Regions from separate parts of the Mus musculus genome. Here all the other regions are linked to region 1. Evidence: chromatin contacts called from public Hi-C, HiChIP or PLAC-seq and promoter capture Hi-C data. All regions are on one chromosome and are shown on one strand. Each heading gives the region's core, a stretch centred on a gene start, on an enhancer-like site or on the middle of the called end of the contact. The rest is flanking DNA. Distances are from core to core; before and after follow the strand shown.

Evidence for each region. Promoter capture Hi-C pulls out the DNA fragments that hold promoters and counts their contacts. HiChIP or PLAC-seq counts read pairs in DNA pulled down with a chosen protein or histone mark. Hi-C and Micro-C count contacts between places; a contact is called where the count stands out from the background.
Region 2: a Hi-C map of the G1E-ER4 cell line shows a contact between it and region 1, with 8 times the contacts expected there. The contact joins the enhancer-like site here to the promoter of Slc7a11 in region 1. A contact is called at or near these places in 2 of 484 Hi-C or Micro-C datasets (both in the G1E-ER4 cell line), 2 of 115 datasets of contacts at active chromatin or transcription factors (bone marrow-derived dendritic cells and bone marrow-derived macrophages) and 1 of 9 other capture datasets (macrophages).
Region 3: a contact with region 1 is called in an H3K27ac HiChIP or PLAC-seq map of bone marrow-derived dendritic cells, with 4 times the contacts expected there. The contact joins the promoter of Elf2 here to the promoter of Slc7a11 in region 1. A contact is called at or near these places in 2 of 115 datasets of contacts at active chromatin or transcription factors (bone marrow-derived dendritic cells and bone marrow-derived macrophages).
Region 4: a contact with region 1 is called in a FOXA1 HiChIP or PLAC-seq map of pancreatic cancer cells. The contact joins the promoter of 4930577N17Rik here to the promoter of Slc7a11 in region 1. A contact is called at or near these places in 2 of 39 promoter capture datasets (cranial neural crest and neutrophils) and 2 of 115 datasets of contacts at active chromatin or transcription factors (bone marrow-derived dendritic cells and pancreatic cancer cells).
Region 5: a FOXA1 HiChIP or PLAC-seq map of pancreatic cancer cells shows a contact between it and region 1. The contact joins the enhancer-like site here to the promoter of Slc7a11 in region 1. A contact is called at or near these places in 2 of 39 promoter capture datasets (3T3-L1-derived adipocytes and cranial neural crest), 3 of 484 Hi-C or Micro-C datasets (the G1E-ER4 cell line, the N1E-115 cell line and bone marrow-derived macrophages), 6 of 115 datasets of contacts at active chromatin or transcription factors (the NIH/3T3 cell line, the SCID.adh cell line, embryonic fibroblasts and 3 more) and 1 of 9 other capture datasets (macrophages).
Region 6: a contact with region 1 is called in a promoter capture Hi-C map of neural stem cells. The contact joins the promoter of Pcdh18 here to the promoter of Slc7a11 in region 1. A contact is called at or near these places in 2 of 39 promoter capture datasets (cranial neural crest and neural stem cells).
Region 7: a CTCF HiChIP or PLAC-seq map of the NIH/3T3 cell line shows a contact between it and region 1, with 6 read pairs. The contact joins the enhancer-like site here to the promoter of Slc7a11 in region 1. A contact is called at or near these places in 1 of 39 promoter capture datasets (cranial neural crest), 1 of 15 datasets of contacts at CTCF or cohesin (the NIH/3T3 cell line), 2 of 484 Hi-C or Micro-C datasets (adipose-derived mesenchymal stem cells and muscle stem cells) and 5 of 115 datasets of contacts at active chromatin or transcription factors (astrocytes, bone marrow-derived dendritic cells, embryonic stem cells and 2 more).

The regions. Positions count from the first base shown.
Region 1 is chr3:50,442,295-50,444,914 of GRCm38.p6, forward strand. It overlaps Slc7a11 (solute carrier family 7 (cationic amino acid transporter, y+ system), member 11), which reads right to left and starts at 1,319. Exons shown (of 12, transcript NM_011990.2): 1 at 691-1,319. The coding sequence starts at 967.
Region 2 is chr3:51,364,050-51,366,669 of GRCm38.p6, forward strand. No RefSeq gene overlaps it. Among named protein-coding and RNA genes, the nearest start is that of n-TPagg5, 6.0 kb to the left of the region's middle. Within about 2 kb of position 1,287, at least 116 of the 459 cell types and tissues checked have an H3K27ac peak or open chromatin away from gene starts, as enhancers often do. A contact at or near this core is called in the G1E-ER4 cell line and bone marrow-derived macrophages, where this site is marked.
Region 3 is chr3:51,339,321-51,341,940 of GRCm38.p6, forward strand. It overlaps Elf2 (E74-like factor 2), which reads right to left and starts at 1,324. Exons shown (of 10, transcript NM_023502.2): 1 at 1,094-1,324.
Region 4 is chr3:51,275,458-51,278,077 of GRCm38.p6, forward strand. 4930577N17Rik (RIKEN cDNA 4930577N17 gene) reads left to right here and starts at 1,304. Exons shown (of 1, transcript NR_073429.1): 1 at 1,304-2,620. The region is part of intron 4 of Elf2 (E74-like factor 2); the gene reads right to left.
Region 5 is chr3:51,155,950-51,158,569 of GRCm38.p6, forward strand. No RefSeq gene overlaps it. Among named protein-coding and RNA genes, the nearest start is that of Gm35891, 28 kb to the left of the region's middle. Within about 2 kb of position 1,317, at least 170 of the 459 cell types and tissues checked have an H3K27ac peak or open chromatin away from gene starts, as enhancers often do. A contact at or near this core is called in the G1E-ER4 cell line, the N1E-115 cell line, embryonic stem cells and 1 more, where this site is marked.
Region 6 is chr3:49,755,981-49,758,600 of GRCm38.p6, forward strand. It overlaps Pcdh18 (protocadherin 18), which reads right to left and starts at 1,336. Exons shown (of 4, transcript NM_130448.3): 1 at 1-1,336. The coding sequence starts at 884.
Region 7 is chr3:51,091,243-51,093,862 of GRCm38.p6, forward strand. No RefSeq gene overlaps it. Among named protein-coding and RNA genes, the nearest start is that of Gm29230, 3.2 kb to the left of the region's middle. Within about 2 kb of position 1,294, at least 49 of the 459 cell types and tissues checked have an H3K27ac peak or open chromatin away from gene starts, as enhancers often do. A contact at or near this core is called in the NIH/3T3 cell line, adipose-derived mesenchymal stem cells, muscle stem cells and 1 more, where this site is marked.

The DNA of each region.
Region 1 (2,620 bases), core at 69-2,568:
AAAAAAAAACAAGGGGAAAAAAGTTGAAACCTTTGCCCCATTTATGGAGACGGAGGAGACACATCAAACACATATCTTCCCAAGGACTTCTGAAAGCATAGTATTAGAAACGGACAAGCCTACGAATTTAAAATATTAAAAAAGGCAGAGAATGCCACCCATTTGTTTAGCAAGTAAAAGGCCCGTGACAGTGTTCCGAACGTTCAGTTCCGCGTGTAAATAGGCCACACTGGCTGCACCGCACAGGTGTTTCTTCCAGCGAGCCAGCTGCCAGAACTATGCTCTAAACAAGACTCACAAACCCAAGCCCTCTGCACGGAAGGAAGGCTTGGTTTTTTGGGTCATCAAAGTTAGGTTTTTTTTGTTTTTTGTTTTTTTGTTTTTTGTTTTTTTTTTTTTTTTTCCTTCTCTCAGCAAACCAGAAAAAAAAAAAAAAAAAGCTGCCAGAGTCTGTCTCAGGCAGGAAAGCAGAGTATAGCCTGCAGGAAGGAATCTGAGAGGGTTCAGTCTTGTGCCAACAGTGGACAGTGTGTTTGGGTAGTGCACATACCTGAACAACAACAACAACAAAAATTCCAAATATTTCCTGTAGTATTTGCCCATTCATTTACTCCTCAGAAATAACCCTTCGCTCTCCCAGAGAGCCACACAGCTACACACACTCACACCCCAGAGAAGAAGCGCACTCACCAAAAAGTGACAGTACTCCACAGGCAGACCAGAAAACCAGGGACATGCCCACGCTGCCCGTGTTCTGGAGTATGCCCTTGGGGGAGATGAAGATGCCTGATCCGATGACGGTGCCGATGATGATGGAGACCCCCCTCAGCAAAGTGATCTTCTTTTTCAGAACTACCTTCTCCTGCCCAGGTGGCTCTTGGTCCCCCATGGAGGGCAGCCTCCCGCTCATATTGCCCTGCAGGTAACCTCCTTTGGAGATGGTGGCCACAACTGGCTTTCTGACCATGGCAGTGTCACACCAGAGGAGGGGGATGAAAAAGAAAACAGAGGGGGAAAAACAAAACAAGACAAAATAAAACAAAACAAAACAAACCCTTTTAACTTGTTTCTCTAAGAAGTGACTGATCACTGTTCGGTCGTGACTTCCCCTTTGCTATCACCGACTGGCTCTACACTATTGTGTCCACAGGTGAGAACTCAGAGGTGTGTTTCAGCCTTCGCTGGCTCTATAATTACTCCTCTTGCTCCTCGGAGCACCTGTGTGGCACCGGCTCCAGGGGCAGTCAGTTAGCTGCAGCCGCGGCTGCTGCCCTATCATTACACACCAGCTCAGCTTCCTCGTGGAAGGCTCCGTATTTAAGCAACCGCCTGTCACACCAACTTACTGGGCTGCATGATGATGCAAATTCTCCAGGTTTGCATCAGCCACATGAGAAAACTCCAGCTTGAGAAAGCGCCAACATTACTCAGCTCTTTTTTTTTTTTTTTTTTTTTAACAGTAGCCTGTGGGTTGCTCAATGGATCCAAAGCATTTCCCAGAACAAAGCATACTCTTAAAGAGGGGCTTAGCCAATCCAGAAGAAGTAAACAGGGAACCAGGGAATAGACACTGTCCCGGTGACTTTAAGCAGCTCCGCTCTCAGAGAGAGAAAAGAAGTTGGAAAATGAAACAGAAAACAATTACTTCGTTTTAAGGAGTTGCTTCTTAACTTTAAGGCGCGCATAAAAAATGTTGTATTCACAGCTGTTTTGACAATGGAAAGTGCCTTAGGGCTGCTCTGTTTGCAACAGCAAAGTTTATACTTCATAATTTGTATTCTCCTTACTTCCCCGGGTGTTTCCTAGCAACACTGTCAAATCTAATATTTACAAAGTCAGAAAGTTTCTGCACACGAGAGCCGTGGCTACATACAGCTCCGCATGAACAGACACAATTATTTCTTAAGACCTGTAATACAAGGGTGTTTAAGATCACCACCTAAGTTTGAGAAGTTGAAAGATCATAGTGACTGCAGAAAACAGTCTTTTTCTGATTCTTGTCAGCACAGCGTGATTTCCTGAACTAGGTAGAAGGACTCGGTCTTCATTTGCATGTTGCTCCATCGAATTAAAAAGACTCCTCTTTGAATCTTAGGCAATACTTATAATTGCATGAAGACACGCACAGAGCAAGAGCTTGAGAAGGGAGTCCCATTATAATAGTTGGAGAAAGGAAGGAGATGACAGGGCATATTTTTTGGATCTATAAGCTATTCTGATTATAATTTGAAATGTATTACAATCAACAGGTACTAACTTTTAGTTAGCTCAAAGCCGGAAATTTTCGGTGACTGTAACAGAGTGTACAAGTCCATTTCAGAAAGCTAAAAGAATGTGTTTTTTACATAAAGAAATAATGACATCTTAAGGAGATAGAAGTGTTTACTCTGAGCATTCTACAATGGGCACATGTGCTGAAACTTTACACCCTATTCACATACACAGCTTTCATCTTTGTCAGTTAAAAAGAAATTTAAACATATAAAAGTACATTAAAACTTCAAAGTGGGGTTAAAATATTTACATTGAAAAAATTTCTTTTTTTTTAAAAAATTAAACACAAACTTGAAACGTTTTGCTTCTAATCAAGTGTCTTATGTGTAAAATAAAAATAAAAATA
Region 2 (2,620 bases), core at 37-2,536, 920 kb after region 1:
GATGAAGAGAGCTAAGTAAGGTCGACCCCATCTACACCGCTGTGGCCAGCACTACTAAGTAAGGTAGTTACCATGTCTATGCCACTGTGCCCAGCACGGCTCTTATGCCAGAACAACAGATACAAGTAATGGCATCTCTCCATGTGGTGTTGGAACTTGCGAACACACCTATTTTCCTTCTTTCTCTTTTCTTTCTTCTTCCTCCTCCTCCTCTTCCTCCTTCTACTTCCTTCTCTTCCTTCTTCTTTTCCTTCTTCCTCCTCCTCTTCCTTCTTTTCCTTCTTCTACCTTCTTCCTCCTCCTCCTCTTCCTCCTTCTACTTCCTCCTCTTCCTTCTTCTTTTCCTTCTTCCTCCTCCTCTTCCTTCTTTTCCTTCTTCTACCTTCTTCTTCCTCCTCCTCCTCTTCCTCCTTCTACTTCCTCCTCTTCCTTCTTCTTTTCCTTCTTTCTCCTCCTCTTCCTTCTTTTCCTTCTTCTACCTTCTTTTCTCCTCCGTCTTTTTGTATTCTCTGAGTTGCTGAATCCCCAGGGGTTATTTAAATTCAAAGGAGTCTCTACCACTCATGCAAAATTACCTGCCACACTGTCTATTTGTCAAGGGAAGGTGGCTGGAGACCTTGCTTTCTCCTCCTGCTCTCTCCCCTAAGTGAAAAAGTTTCACAACACGTCTCTGAAAGACTTCGCGGTGTGCACCTCAGGGAAGCAGGATGGGCAGTCAGTCCACAAAAGGCAAGGGCGAGCTCCTCTGTGAAATTCTAGATCTTATACTCCAGTAAGAGGGGTATCAATATCACACCCAACAACTTAGTAAAAATGTACCACGTGCTGTAAGTGCTAAAATAGATAGATGGCTCAAGAGGCTCCTGAGTAAGCTAAGGTCCTTGCAAGATAACCTTAATGGCCGTGTCCCTTTGTGTTAGAAGTCACCAGATGTTCGGGGGACTATGGAAAAAAACAGCTTGAGCAAACAGTTCTAATAGCGTTTGGGTCCTAGCCATGGAAAGGGAAGGAAGCTGGCGCACAGTACTAAAACAGCAACTGCTGGATGAACGTGGAGCATTCCAACAGGAAGGGCCCAGCATCCCAGTGACAGCGAAAGCTGCATATCCAAATAAAGGCCACGTCTCTTTCTCCGGTAGCGCGAAATCAAACTTGCCAGAGGCGGCTCGCACTTTTTACAGCAATGTGGTGCGGTGTTTGCAAGTCCCGTCGCCAAGGCCGTGCAGGCTGTGTTGGCACCAGTGTTCTTTCAAGCTTCTAAGCCGCCCCCGGGTAAGTGAACCAAGCGCTAGGAGAGATAAAGTGCTAAGAGGGACACCATCTGTCTGCAGAAGGGGAGGACACCAAACGGGACTGGGTGGCGGTCGAAATGCAAATGAACACTGACACCGTGTGGCTGGAGAAAGGAAGCAAGAAAGCGAGAAAGCGTAGCCAGCGGACTGAGATAAGAGACAGCAGAGTGGAAAGTACCAGTTTCACTGGTAGTGAGATTTACCCTGTGACAATCCATATGGACAGTAGCGGGGCTGTATTCGGAGGTCTGACTTTATGGCTGGCCCAATGGGAAAAGAACCAGGTGGATGCTCTTTCCACCACTGTGGGGCAGCAGATCTTGGAGGACATATGTAACAGAGTTCAACAGGAATCAGTGGTTTTCTATGTGGCTGGCAGCCCATAGCTGGTTGAGGTTTGAAAATCGGGAAGCAGATGCCCTTACCAAGCTACAAGCCATCTGCCTCCAGAGATCACTGGAGGCTCTTATCTACAGTCTGGCCACAGTGATTTGGCACACACTGGAAAGTAGCTAGAGCTACCAACATTCCCATGAAATAGTCTGCTATTCTGCATGGTAACAATAAATGTGAGGCATGTTCCAAATTAAGACACGGAGAGACTATACAGGGTCCGTATATGTCAGTAAGGATACAAGTCGGTGCTCACCTGTGTGGACACTGCCGCAAGTCCATTGTCTCCAAGCCTTAATGCCCCAGTCTGCTAACCTGGGCCTAGTCTTGGAAGCCTCTACCCTCCATACAATATTATGTAGGCCTAGGATGTTTTCAGCCTCCGAAACTTGCTGCTGGCTAAGCACACCCTTTCTTCTTCCTTCTGAACTCTGGCTGGTTGGTTCAATCTAGCTCTTCTGACTCAAACTCCTCTCTCTCCAAGCTGTCTTCTCTCTCAGTCTCTGAATTGCTCTGCTGTGCCTCAAACTAACAGTAGCAATGTTCTAATATGGCTTCTTCTCATTTTCTGGCTCACTCTGTCTTTACCTGTCTCTGTACAACTGTCCTGGTAAAACTGTGTCTTAGTTAGAGTTTCCATTGCTGTGAATAGACACCATGACCAAGGCGAGTCTTATAAAAGCAAACATTTAATTGGGGCCGGCTTACAGGTTCAGAGGTCCAGTCCACTATCATCATAGCAGGAACTACGGCAGCATGCAGGAAGGCATGGTGCTAGAGAAGGAGCTGAGAGTTCTGCATCTTGACCAGAAGGCAACCAGGGGAGACTGGCCTCCAGGCAGCTAGGAGGATGGTCTCAAAGCCTACCCCACAGTGACTCACTTCCTTCAACAAGGCCACACCTACTCCAAAAAGTCCACATCTCTTAATAGTGT
Region 3 (2,620 bases), core at 74-2,573, 900 kb after region 1:
TTAAACATAATTCAACAGTTCCCAGTCTCATACGAAGTCATTCAACACTCTAAAGAAACTGTAACCCACAAATATACAATCTTATCTCAGTAGGGCCCGGATGGACATTGTCCACTAGAGAAAGTGAGCAGTTTGCCTCTCAACTGAGACTTGGAGAAAAAAACAAAAACAAAAGTCTTGAGCTCAGAGGCGCAGTTTTTATTATACTTTCTCACTGTCGGATTAAAGCATAAACCACAGAGTAATGTCATGAACACGAGAAAGATGTTCCAGGGTTACAATGACGCGTCCCCCATCTTATTGATAGAGTACTAAGAACTTAAAGAAAGGGTATACAGCTGAGAACGTGGTTCCCATAAGGACAGTCCACCAAGTTGGTCCGTGGGTTATTTTTCCGTCCTTTGCTGACAGAGTAAAAATGTCCCACTAAAGTCTTGAGTGGGTCCGGCCGCCGCGCGCAGCGCCGCTGAGGCAGAATCGGTACCGAGGCGCGCGGGGCGCCCACGACACTCTCCGCGAGATGCCCTAAGGGCCAGCACCGCCGGCGGAGGACCCCGGAGGAGACTCTGGACCTAGGCGCTTCCAAGAGCCCCAGGGTTTTTTTGTTGTTTTGTTGCAAACACAGATAGTGATCGCAGCCTGGCTCCCCGGGGAACCAGGAGAAGGCGGCGACGGAGGGCCGGCGGAGAGTGAGAATAAAAGAACGGCGGAGTACAACCTGTCGTGCCCGCCCCGGCGGCGGGGAGCAGGCCCGACGGCGACGGAAACTGCCGCCCGGGACGCGCTGCCCCGGCAGCCCGGCCGCCGCGCGATGACTGGCGCCGCGAGGTAAACAGCGCGCGCCGCGGTCCCTCGGCGCCACGACCGTTGCCCCGGGCCGCTCCGGTGCGGGCTCCCGCCCTGCCCCCAGCTCCGCCGGTGTCACCGCCCCAGCCTCCGGAAAGCCCCTCCGCCGCCGCCCGAGCAAACAACACAGGCGCGGGGCGGGGGCGCCCGGGAGGAGGCGACACTCGGGACGGCCGGGCTGGCTCGCCGCGCCCTCCCTCTCCCTCCCGCTCGCTCCCGCCGGCCTCCGCCGTCCCCGCGCTCTTACCTGCTCTCCCTCCACGTCGCCGAGTCCCTTGCCCTTCCCTCAGGGCCGCAGACCGGCCGAGACGCCGCAGCCGCCCGCCGTTGGCCCGGCGTCCTGCGGGAAGCCGAGGGGGCCTCCCCTGGCCACCGCGCGAGCCGCTCCGCACCACAGGACGAGACAAAACCGCGCTGCGCCCCCCGCGCGCGCCACCCTACAGATCCCCCCCAACCGCCGAGGCGACGGCGGCGACACAGCCGGGCGCGGGGAAGCTGCGGCCGGCCCCCGCCCTCCGCACCCGCCTCGGCTCCTCCCCCTCGGCCTCCTGCCGCCGCCACCAGGACACTGGAGTCCGCCTCCCCCACCCGGCCGCTCCGCGCGCTCCTCCCTCCCCGCGCGCCGCCGGGGGAGGCGACACCGCCAGTCACCGCAGCGCCTGTCAAACCGGGCCGGCTATTTATACTCCCCACCGCCCTCGGGCCCCCCGCAGCCCGCCTCCTGCGCTCTCGAATCCCGCCCTCTTCTCAGCGCCCAACTTCGCCCGAACCCGCCTGCTCAGGTGGAGACGCTCGCCACTCGTCCCGCTCCGCGTCCCCGGGGCTTCCCCACTCCCCCACGTCGCGCGCTGCACTGCGCTGCGGACGCGGGACCAGCGCGTGGGGACGGCGGGGCCGCGCGTGCACCTGCAGCCCGGCCGGGACGACACGCGCACCTCTTGGGCCACTCTCAGGTCTTTGCTGTCACCCCTCATCACCCCCCTTCCAACTCCGGACTCCCCTCCCAAGACCTCCAGGGACCGCTCTGCACTCGTAGATTAAGCATTAGGGAAGTGAGCGATTGCAAAATAAAACTCTTGTCAGCCCGGGTGTTCAGAGTCCCCGCGCGTCTCCCGGGCTCCGCGGATGGTGGCGGCGCTGGCGGGCAGGAGCGCGCGGCCCGCCCCACCCGGCCACTGACGCACGTGGCGCCCCGCCCCGCCCGTTTCGCGGCCCGGGGCGCCGCCCGCTCCGCCTCCCAGCTCGTCCACCCCGGACCCCGCCCCGTTCCCAGAAATTACCACCGCCCAACGGCCCGGCTGCGCGGCGGTTGGTGCCCGCGGTGGCCGGCGGGCGGGCGGCCCAGCGCGCAGCTGCGGAGCGCGGCGGGCGGCCCCCGTTCGGGGGGGTCCCGGGGAGCCGCGACCGCCCGCCCCAGTCTTTGTCGCTTCTAGTCCCGTCCGCCTCCGAGAAGTAACTCAAGTCCCGAGATCTTCAGAGCCAGGGTGAAGGAGCGCGTGTGTGTGGAGGAAGAGTATCTTGTTCCAAGTGTCCACGAATTGGGGAAAAAAAAGGGGCGAAGCCAGCGGGAGCTGCAGGCTTCTGGTTTGCACACTTTCACACAAAGGGGAGCCTCTGAGCAGGGCACTCTCACGCGCCTTCCAGGGCACAAAAGCCAATGACACGGTGCCCGGGATGTCCTGCGTTTGCAGCGGCTCGCTAATGGTCTTTCTTAGGCGCAGTTATGCATGCTAGGTCTCTTCCCCCAAGCACCACCACCATTCCCCGCCGCCGC
Region 4 (2,620 bases), core at 54-2,553, 830 kb after region 1:
AAACAGTATCTCTTTAACTATACACACTCGACACTCAAAACACCACTAACCCAACATAAAACTGTACACTAATTCATACTGATCAATGGACTGACTTTAACAAGGACCCAAGTTCCATTATGTTCCTCTCCTTCAGTAAAAGTTCCTATTCAAAAAGGCATTTAAACGCTGCTCAATAAATTGTGATTTCCCTACTTTTGAAATGTGTAAAATATGCCTCAGCCAAAACACACTATTCAGCGTTATTGTTATATAGCACATGCAGTTCTATCAGTCCAGATTTTATTTATATTTAAAGTTCCGTTAAATTTAGAGATAAACATAATTTTTCCTCCAAACCGAACTGCTTTGTCCACCAAACTACCAATTTCAAGATCCCTAAAAACAATAGGTGCAAAAAGACTGTTCTGATCTTTTACAGCACTACCGTTTGGTTACAATTTCTCATCTTCCAATCCGACATCGATGGAGATGTGAAACAGAACCAGAGGAGGGACCGCATGCGCTTATAATTTCGGTAAGCAACAGTGTTCGAGCAGTGCCACATCGACCCGAGGCCCTCGCTGCGCTGTCTGCTAGCAAGTAAAGCTGCTTTTTCTATGTAACTTAAGTCCGTGCCCTTCCGCTGCAGCAGTGGCGCAGCACATCCCCCACCCCCGCGGCCACTTCCGTGTTTACACTCCTCTTCCCTCCAATTCCATGCGTACATTGTCAGCTTCACTCCCGCCCAATCTTCATTGGCCCGGCTCGGGCCCGTGGTCCCGCCCCCAGAAATCAACGTTCTTATTTGGAACAGCTCAGGGCGCAGATTGGAACCTCGGGCCTGTCAATCGCGCGCGTTCTGTCCTCTCCCAGGCGCTTCCGCTATGGTGGGAGGTTTGGGGGAGGGGAAAGGGGGCAATGCCGAGCCGAGACTTCCCCGGGGCCAGGACGCCCTCCCGCCCGCCCCGCTCCCCGCTTTCATCTTACTGTGGACCAAAATAAACGTCCCCCTCCGCTGTCCCGCAGCCCCGGGCCGGCTGCGCGGAATACACCCGGTGTCCTTCCCGTCCACCCTCAGTCACCCGCCCCACGAGGGAAGGAAGGGCAGCAGCCCGGTTCCCCCACGGCCGCCGTTAGCCGCGGCGGGGAGGTGCCGGGTCGGCGGCGTCCCACTCGGCACCGGGAAGTGGCCTCGGGACCGTTACTCGGGCGCCGCTCCGGGAGGGACGAGGCGGGAGGCCGGGCGGGCGCGTTTTGGCGGGTAGCGCCCGGGGGGGCCGCGGCGTCCATGCGGAAGTGGCGGCTATAGGAAGTGAGAGGCGAGGGCGGCGGGCGGCCAGCGCCCCCGGCCGCGGGCAGGGGCGGCCCTCTCGGCCGGACAGCGTGGCAGGCGGCGGGGACAACAGCTCCGCTCACTTCCTGGTTCCCCGGCAACTGGGGCGAAGCGCGCAACTCGCCCGCGCCGACTCCCCAACTTAGCCGCGGCTCCGCGCCCGGCCCCTGCCGCTGCCGCTGCTGCGCCGCCGCCGCCGCCGCTCTCCCCGGAGCGACAGCCCGGATCCGAGGCAGGTTACTCTCCAAGGTGATCACTTCCTGATTTGTCGCCTCCATTACTTCATTCACTCCCCCCTCTCCGCGGCCGCCCGGCTGCCGGAGACGGACACCGGACCCGGGGCGCTGACCGCCCCGGGGGACGCTCCCCGCCCGCCGGGCGCCCCCTCGCCCGCTGCACCGATGCACGGGAGAAAAGTTCCCCTGTGCTTACCGGCCCGGATGAGCAGATCCAGCTGGTTCGTGGGTCCCTCATGCAGAGACGTCGCCATGTTTATCCCGGGGCTGGAACTGCTGCTTCACATTGACTTACACCCTGAGCGGCGGCGACAGGGGAGAAGGCGGAACCCGCGGCCGGAGACACACGCCGTGCGGGCGGCACACACTCACGCACTCGCACACACTCCGACGCCCGGATCCTTGCGCGTCCTCCGACAGGAAGCGGCGGCCGGCCCGCCTCCCGCCGCCGGGCTCAGCAGCCCCACCACCTAACGGCAGGGGCGGCGGCGGCCCCGGCTGGCAACGCGATCCTTCCGCCCCGCGCCCAGACAGGAAGTCAGTCCCGGGCGCCGGCAGCCGGCGGCCGCACGGACACCTGAGGCTGGGGAGCCGCAGGCCGCCCTCGGGGACGCGGGCCTCGCCTCGGCAGGAAGAGGCGCGCTTCACGTTCTGCGGAAGCGAAGTCTGCAAATGTCCCCTCTGGAAAAGAGCCATGAATCAAATTTTTCTTCCTAGAAAAGACCTCATACCTAGTCCCGCAGCTGTACACGGAGGTGGCTTTTTAACTTGGGTTGGCCTTCCCGGCGCTTATGCAACATACAATCAGTTCAGTCGAAAGAACTGCACTTTAAAAAACTTGTACCTAGAAAATATTCTAGAAGCATCACTAAGGAAGTCAGGAGTCTCCAACTACTTCAAAAACTGACTTGGTCCTGTCTTCTCGACAGAAGTCAGAGTACACTAGACAGGTAATTAGTAAACAGAAAAGAGCCGCCCGGCAGCCTCGGGGAGACTGGAGTCGCTGGGTTTGCTGGTCATGAAATTCGTGTGCCCTCTCTTGTATTTGCTTGACTTGGACAAATGAACG
Region 5 (2,620 bases), core at 67-2,566, 710 kb after region 1:
ATAGCACGATACCACATTGCTGGCTTTCCCTCTGGGGCAAGGGACAACCATTAATGGCAAAGGCCTGACTCACGTCTCTCTTCCACATATCCTTGAGAGCAACATCCTACAGAAAAAGACAAAAAAAGAAAAAGAAGAAGAAGTAATAGGCAGAAATTAGAGGCATTTTTCTGTGCCTGTGCTACAATTTTTCAGAGAACAAGGCTAGCTAGCTTTCAGAAGGATCAAATAGAATTTGAAAATCACCCTGCTTTATGTGGCAAGAACTTCAAGAATATCAAACATTTCTTGCCATTTGCAAGCAAATGGGTTAGAAGATTTTTTTTTCCCCACGATTATCTCTTCCAGAAAAGAGCAGTTTCAAACCGCAGAAAATGGACGTTACTGAGAAAAATAGCCTGTTTCAGGAGGGCGAGAAAGACCCTGAGATATCTGGGAAACAGAGGTGGCATGGTTTTCTCCTCCCATGCGTAGAAGTTCCAAACGCAGGAGAAGCTCATTTCAAGCAGAAAGCTCTTTCCAAAGCACAAATATTGGAAAAACAGACCAAGACATCAGCGCATTCTAAACACAGCTGTGTTTGCCCACGCCTCCTGCCTGCTAGGTCATGTTTGATTTAACCTGGCAGCTCAGGGGGAGGTGAAAGGCCTCTGACTACCCAACCTACGACTTTACTTCCTCCCGTCATCATTGTTGACGTTGCATATAGCAAACTGACCTCTTATTAAATGTTGCAGCCAACAAACAGGTTTTAATAGTCTTTTGCTTTTTCACACTAAATGTGTTTTCAGATGGCTGTCATTCATATTCATTCCAAGGACCAAGTTGCCCAGCCACCTGCTCTGAGCACGACAAAATGCTCCGCTAGGGGGCGTTGCTGCCTTTCCCAACCCACAAATGAAGCACGTGATCCGAAACTGTGTCCATTAGTTCTGGAAAACAGGATGTAGGCCTGCCAAGCAGTTCAGAGGATGGTTTTAAGCCTTCAGAGTAACCTGAGATGAGGGACCACAGACGGCAGGGAAGTGTAAAACACGGGGCTGTCACCGGGATAATGAAGGGTACCCTGGCTGCACTGGTTATCTTAGCCTGCATCAGGAGCCTAGGGAACAGACAAGAGAGCACTTATGGTACAGTGTCAGCCCATCCCTAGTCAGGGCCCTGAGGGTAAAACCGGCTGAGCATCAGCGTCCAATAGATAACAACAGAAGCCATTATCTCTCCCTGGCTGGGCTGCCAAGTGCAGGGGCCAGGATTGCCTGGTGTTTGCGGTTTCCATAGCAGCGCTGTTTCGTTTCAAGCTGGCAAAGTACACAGAGAGGACAGGATCAACATTGCAGCAAATGACTCGAACAACCTGAGTCCTGAGCCTCGGAGCTCTCAGCAGGCTTTGCCCTTTTGGAGTCAGGGGTGGGGATGAAGATGGATGCTCTCCAAGAGGCGACTGGAAACTAACAGCTCCTTCAATCAAGCTCAGCAGCTGCCTGAGCACTGTCACCCACCCAAGGTCACCACTTGGAGCCTCTCGGCCTCATTTCCCAGAACTCTAGAAGGTGCTGTTAACATGGGAGAGACCCCCACACAGGCAGATAGGCTCCTCTGGCATCTTCTACCTGGCATTTTCTGAAACCTTTCTCCTCCTTCAGCTGGCCAAGGAGACACTTTCTTTCTTTCTTTCTTTCTTTCTTTCTTTCTTTCTTTCTTCCTTCCTTCCTTCCTTTCTCTCTTTCTTTTTTAATTAAATGTTTTCTTCATTACATTTCAGATGAAATCCCCTTTCCTAGTTTCCTCTCCCAAAATCCCCTATACCCTCCTTCCCCCCCTCCCACTCCCCACTGCTCCCCCAAGCCACCCACTCCCACTTCCTGACCCTGGCATTCCCCTATACTGGGGCATATGATCCTTGCCAGACCAAGGGTCTCTCCTCCCATTGATGGCCAACTAGGCCATCCTTTGCTACAGATACAGCTAGAGACACAAGCTCTGAGGGTACTGGTTAGTTCATATTGTTGTTCCTTTTATAGGGCTGCAAAGCCCTTCAGCTCCTTGGGTACTTTCTCTAGCTCCTCATTGGGGACCCTGTGTTCCATCCAATAGATGACTGTGAGCATCCACTTCAGTATTTGCCAGGCACTGGCATAGCCTCACAGGAAACAACTATATCAGGGTCCTGTCAGCAAAATCTTGTTGGCATCTGCAATAGTATCTGGGTTTGGTAGTTGTATAATGGGGTGGATTCCAGGGTGGGGCAGTCTCTGTATGGTCCTTCCTGCCCTCTCAGCTCCGAACTTTGTCTCTGTAACTCCTTCCATGGGTATTTTGTTCCCCCTTCTAAGAAGGAACAAAGTATCCACACTTTGGTCTTCCATCTTCTTGAGCTTCATGAGTTTTGCAAATTGTATCTGTAGCCCTCCCTAGCTGTTCTGAAACTGTCTCTGTAGAGCAAACTTACCTCTAACTCAGAGATCTACTAGCCTTTGGCTCTCAAGTGCTGGGATTAAAGGCGGGTGCCACCACTGCCTGGCTACAAACTACTATTTGCTGCTAAGAGGAGAAAAGGCTTGGTTCCAGCCTTATGCATTTCCCATAGGGTGAGAAATCAATCTAACTGCCTACCGTT
Region 6 (2,620 bases), core at 86-2,585, 690 kb before region 1:
TCTATAATTTTGGGAGACACATGACTGCTGAAAGAATACACAATTCTCCCATTAGCGCCCTCATCTGGATCGGTGGCATTTAGATCAAGGAGCAAGGTTCCAACTGGGGAGTTTTCTAAGAGTTGTATTGTGTAAGAAGGCTGCTCAAAGGCCGGGCTGTTGTCGTTGGAATCCGAAATGCTGATTTTCAGGATGGAGGAGCCAGACCTCTGAGGCACTCCCATGTCGGAGGCGGTGAGCTGAAGCTCGTAGCTAGCCTTCAGCTCCCGATCCAACTCTTTCACCACTATGAGTTCAGCGTACTTGGCCCCGTCTGTCCTGGTTCGCACTTCGATATTAAAATAATCATTAGCAGAGAGCGAGTAGGTGTGGAGGGAATTTTCCCCAACATCTGGGTCGAACGCACTGTCCAGGGGGATACGAGTCCCAACTGCTGCGCTCTCCGATATCTCAATGGGAATGACGGGTCTCGAGAATTGGGGGGAATTGTCATTAATGTCCAGCACGTCCACTTCAATGTGGAACAGCTGCAGATGCTCGGTCGGCAGAGTGAGCACATCAAACTCTATCGAACAGTTCAAGTTTTTTTGGCATAGTTGCTCGCGGTCAATTTTAGCCCCTATGCTGATTTCTCCGGTATTCTCATTTACGACCAGGAGAGGAGAATTCCCCCGTGGCATGGCTCGAAAACGAACAGCAGAAGGATTTGGTAGCTTCAATAAAACATCAGCCACATCTTCTGATAGTCTAGCAATTACCGATCCGACCCTCTGCTCCTCATAAATCCTGTATTTCAGATTCTTAGCCAGGACATCGTGGCTGAAAAACGCCATCAGAAGTGCAAGTGCAAATCTAAAGTGCATTTTAGTATTCATTTGGTGCATTGGTCAGTTGCTAGATTCCCTTCTCAGGGCGAGTTAGAAGAGCCCAGCAATCCCTTCAACTTCCTCCCAGCCACTCAGAGCTCTAAGCCACATCGGGTCTCAGAGTCTTGAAAGCGACTCTTAATCACACAGCAATTAAACAGCTCGCAAACTTCAGTTTTCATACACACCGTTTGGCGACTTCCAGATAGGAGCGTGAAGTCCCTTCCTGGTAGGGGTGGCCGCTGGTCCTCCTGGCTGGGAGCAGCGTGTCACCTCGGCCTGGCTCCCCGCGTGGACTCCGTCCCCATCTATTGCAGGGTGCTGGCGGAGTCTGCAGTCTGTGTTTCCCGGGCGATTCTTGATTTTCCCCCCTTTCCTTTTCTCTGCTCCGCTGCAGACTAAACACCGGTGATTGCTGACTCCAGTCTGAAAATCTCTACAACTTCACTTCAACTCAGACAAAGCTCTTTGCCTGGCGTGTGTTGAATCGCTTCCAGCCAATCAGCGAGCTTCCAAATCCGAAGCTGCTGGAGTCACCGGAGCGAGGGAGGGCGCGCGTGGAGGGTGGGAGCGGGAGGGTGGCGGGCGCGGGTTGGGGACCCGCTAGGGGCGCGGGAGCGCGGCCGGGGGTGGGGTTCAGCCCTCCCGCCCCTCCTCCATCTCCATCCACTTTCTCCAAGCGTGCCGCGACAAAGGGGAGACAAATTACAGCAGGAGAGCGGTGTGGGGGTGGGGAGACCGGGAGGGAAGGAAAAAGAAAGGAAGAAAAAAACTTTAAATCAACTTCTGGTCGCCTGTATTTATATATGGCACATTAAATAGTTCTTGTTTTCTTAATTGATCTTTTCTTCTGCTACAAACATGTAATCATCTTGCTTTTTTCAGGGTTCCTTAACTGCTGGTTTCACTTAAAATACCTCCAAGTGAATTTTGTCGGTGGAGGAATTTAATAAAATGGGGAAACTTGCTTCTAATTATGCACACACCCCCTCCCCCTCGGCGGGTCTTTTCTCCTCCAAGGAGCAGCAAGCCGATTTTCTTGGAGCTCTGTTTTAAAGAACAGCCCAAGTGGAGAGGTTTCATTTTCTGCTTTCTTTCATCTTTACTCTTTGAAGATAAGAAAGGGGCCTATCTTGCACTCCCGATTTCTCTTAATTAGCAAGATTTAAAGGAACACCTCAGAGTTTGGAACTAATTAGCAAAAAAATTCTACCTTATTTCAGCCCTTTCTTTAGCTTGAGCAAAATTGTTCCATATATATATATATATATATATATATATATATAGCCTTGCACTTAAAAAAATCCTATTTATTTTGGGCAAAATTGATAGCTTGGGTAAAATTGGTAGCCTTCGCCTAGCGAATTCTTCCAATAGAGTACTATCTACCCATAGTGAGTTTTCACAATGAGTTCTGAGGAGACATGGACTCAATAGTTTACAAGTCAAATTTTTATAATACATACATTATTTATGAAAACAGTTTCCAGATATGTATTTTAAAAACCCAAAGGTTGTTTACACTGAGAAATAAAATGCCTGAGCTGAAAATTGCATTTTGTGTGCATCAGAGTGCTGGAAATATCTCAGGAGGTTGGTGCTGTATCCAGGTCACGGGGTTGATATGGTATTCTTATTGGGAAATATGATTATTTATGATGCTCCTTCTGCTCTGCGGCTCCTTTTAAGTTTATCACTCTGGCTCCATTCTTGCTCACCCTCCCCACCCCCCCTTTGCATTATCCCTCAGCTGT
Region 7 (2,620 bases), core at 44-2,543, 650 kb after region 1:
TGAGTTACAAATTTTAACTTTTTCTAATCTAAAAAAAAAAGGAAAATCAAGTCCTTAAGAAAATGTGTGCTGTAGAATTTGTTTAATAGCAGATTTTCATGGACTGTCAGGCCTGTTTTAAGTGTCTTCCTGGTGTCTTGACAGGAATTTAACACTAACTGAGTAGCCACAATTTTCCTGATTTGATCCAGAACAAATGATGAGGGAATTTCACAAAGGCATAGCTACCTTTGACTTCAGGCCAATGGTGTCATTTCTAAAGGCGATATTCTCAGTGAAAACTTTGCTTATATAAGAACACAAGGAAAGAGGCTGGAGGAGAAAAGATGGTCCATCTGTGAAATGACCCCATGAGTAGGTCAGTCTGGCCTCCGTCCGTACAGCTGACAAACTGTTGAGTAAGCAGAGATGGCCCTCTGATTTAGCTCTGGGGGCATCATTCCAGACTGAACTTGGCCATTAATCAGCATTACATATACCTTATTGCTCAATCGTCTTAGCAATTACTTAGGAGACAAAATAGGTCCTGACTCTTAAGCTTGAAGAAAGCATAAATCTGGAAGAGATACTTCATGCTCTGAATTCCAGATTACTCCAGCCTTCTTACCTGTTCAGGGCAATGAAAGGAGTTTAATATGAGATAGTACAAAGATAAGCATCTTCTTGATTTAAGTGGGCAAAATTAGATATATTATGTTTTATTAGAAGTCATGAAAGATCAGAAGGGTCTTAATTAGTTGTAAAACTAGTACAAGCCAGTGTGTTGTGACTAATCAACATATCAATTCAACTTTAAGAGGCATTGATAGAGATCTAGTCCAAGGTTGAGGTAATATTTTCCTGTATTGTGGTCAGATGTCAACACCATTCAGAGAAAAGAGTTAAAACAATCTCTGCTGTCAGTGCACGAATTTAAATGAGTGGAGTGATTCATGCTTTGTGTCCTCATCTGAAAATGGAAATAACAACAGCTGACAAACATATCTCATAAAATTATCAAATCAAATGAGTCACTTCCATAAAAGCGTTTTTGAAAATCACAAAGTGCCATTGTACTGGACATCTGCTGTTGGTTAACCCACAACCATCCGCCTCTTGCTGATGGACACAGCCCAGCATCCCACAGGTAGCCTCGGCCCTACTACTCACCACCCACAGAATCTCAGCCCTACCCAAGAGCCCCACATCAGCGTTCAAGCTGCCATGCCAACCCAGGCACAGCCAGTGACACTACACCAGGGCTGCTGGGGAAGATGTTTGCTTTTCCTAGTCACATCTTAGTCAAACAAGAAGTTGAATCTTGCAGTACCATCTGACTACCAGGGAAATGTCAGCCGAAAGATGAAGCTGGACTGTGCAGGGCTTGGTGACTCATGCCTGTAATCCCAGCATGTGGAGGACAGAGACCGGAGGGGTCAGGAGTTCAAGACAGTCCTCAGCAGCATATGAGTTTGAATTTGGGCTAAGGAAACCTTATCTCAAAAACAAACAAAAACTTGGCAGTGAAGCAACCCAAACGCAAGTGGACACAGCCCAGCATCCCACGGGTAGCCTCGGCCCTACTCCTTACCATCTGCAGAATCTCAGCCCCACCCAAGAGCCCCACATCAGCGTTCAAGCTGCCATGCCAACCCAGGCACAACCAGTGACACTACACCAGGACTGCTGGGGAAGATGTTTGCTTTTCCTAGTCACAGCTTAGTCAAACAAGAAGTTGAATCTTGCAGTACCAACAGAAACCCGCCCCCATGAGCCCCTTATTTGATAGACCTGCTCAGACCTGCCACCTGATGTCCACTCTCTGCTTGGATTGTCTAGACTCTAAGCCCTTCAACTATCCCTCAAGTCAGTTGAACAAGCTCTCTGTGTCCCTTTCAGCAGGAACAGAACTAACATTGTGCATTCATTCAAAGTCGTAGGAGAGTTATTCAAATATATGGAAATAATAAATGAGTGTATTCAGATGGAGATTGGGTAGGTACATTTTAGATAGAAAGAGATTAAAATCAAATCTATAAAATAAGGCATGAAAGGAGAGGGGGGACTTTTGGAGGGTGGAGAACGAGACCAACAGGCTGCTGTTGAAGACAGCATCACTGAGGTCAATGGAGGGCAAAAACACCATCAAGGCACAGGTCCCACATGGGCAAAACGTCCTACCGTAACCTATTATGTTTAGATTTTTGTTGTATTATCAGAATTATATTGGGTAGAATTATCATACTATATTAGGCGTGTCATGAACATTAGAATTATGTTTCATTATCTTGGATCCTAAGGCTTGCATAAGGAGTTATATAAACACTTTCTAAAAAGAAATTTTTATGTTTGCATTATGCTCCTGGGACATCCATGTCTCCAGACTACCCCATGGATGCGTCCTTGTCCTGCTGAGCTAATGGCCAGACTTCTAACTGCAACAGTGATGCCCATCTCTGATTAATGAGACCATCCCATTCCTCACCTTCTTTCATGGCTCCCATTACAATTTCAATCAGAATGTTGATGAAGTCCCTCTATTGCCTCTCCAGGAGTACATCTACTGCCAAGTGGTGGCTTAAAAACAATACTCACCCTGAGAGAAAGTGAGAGAAATGGCTTCTCACTCGCCCACAGTAAG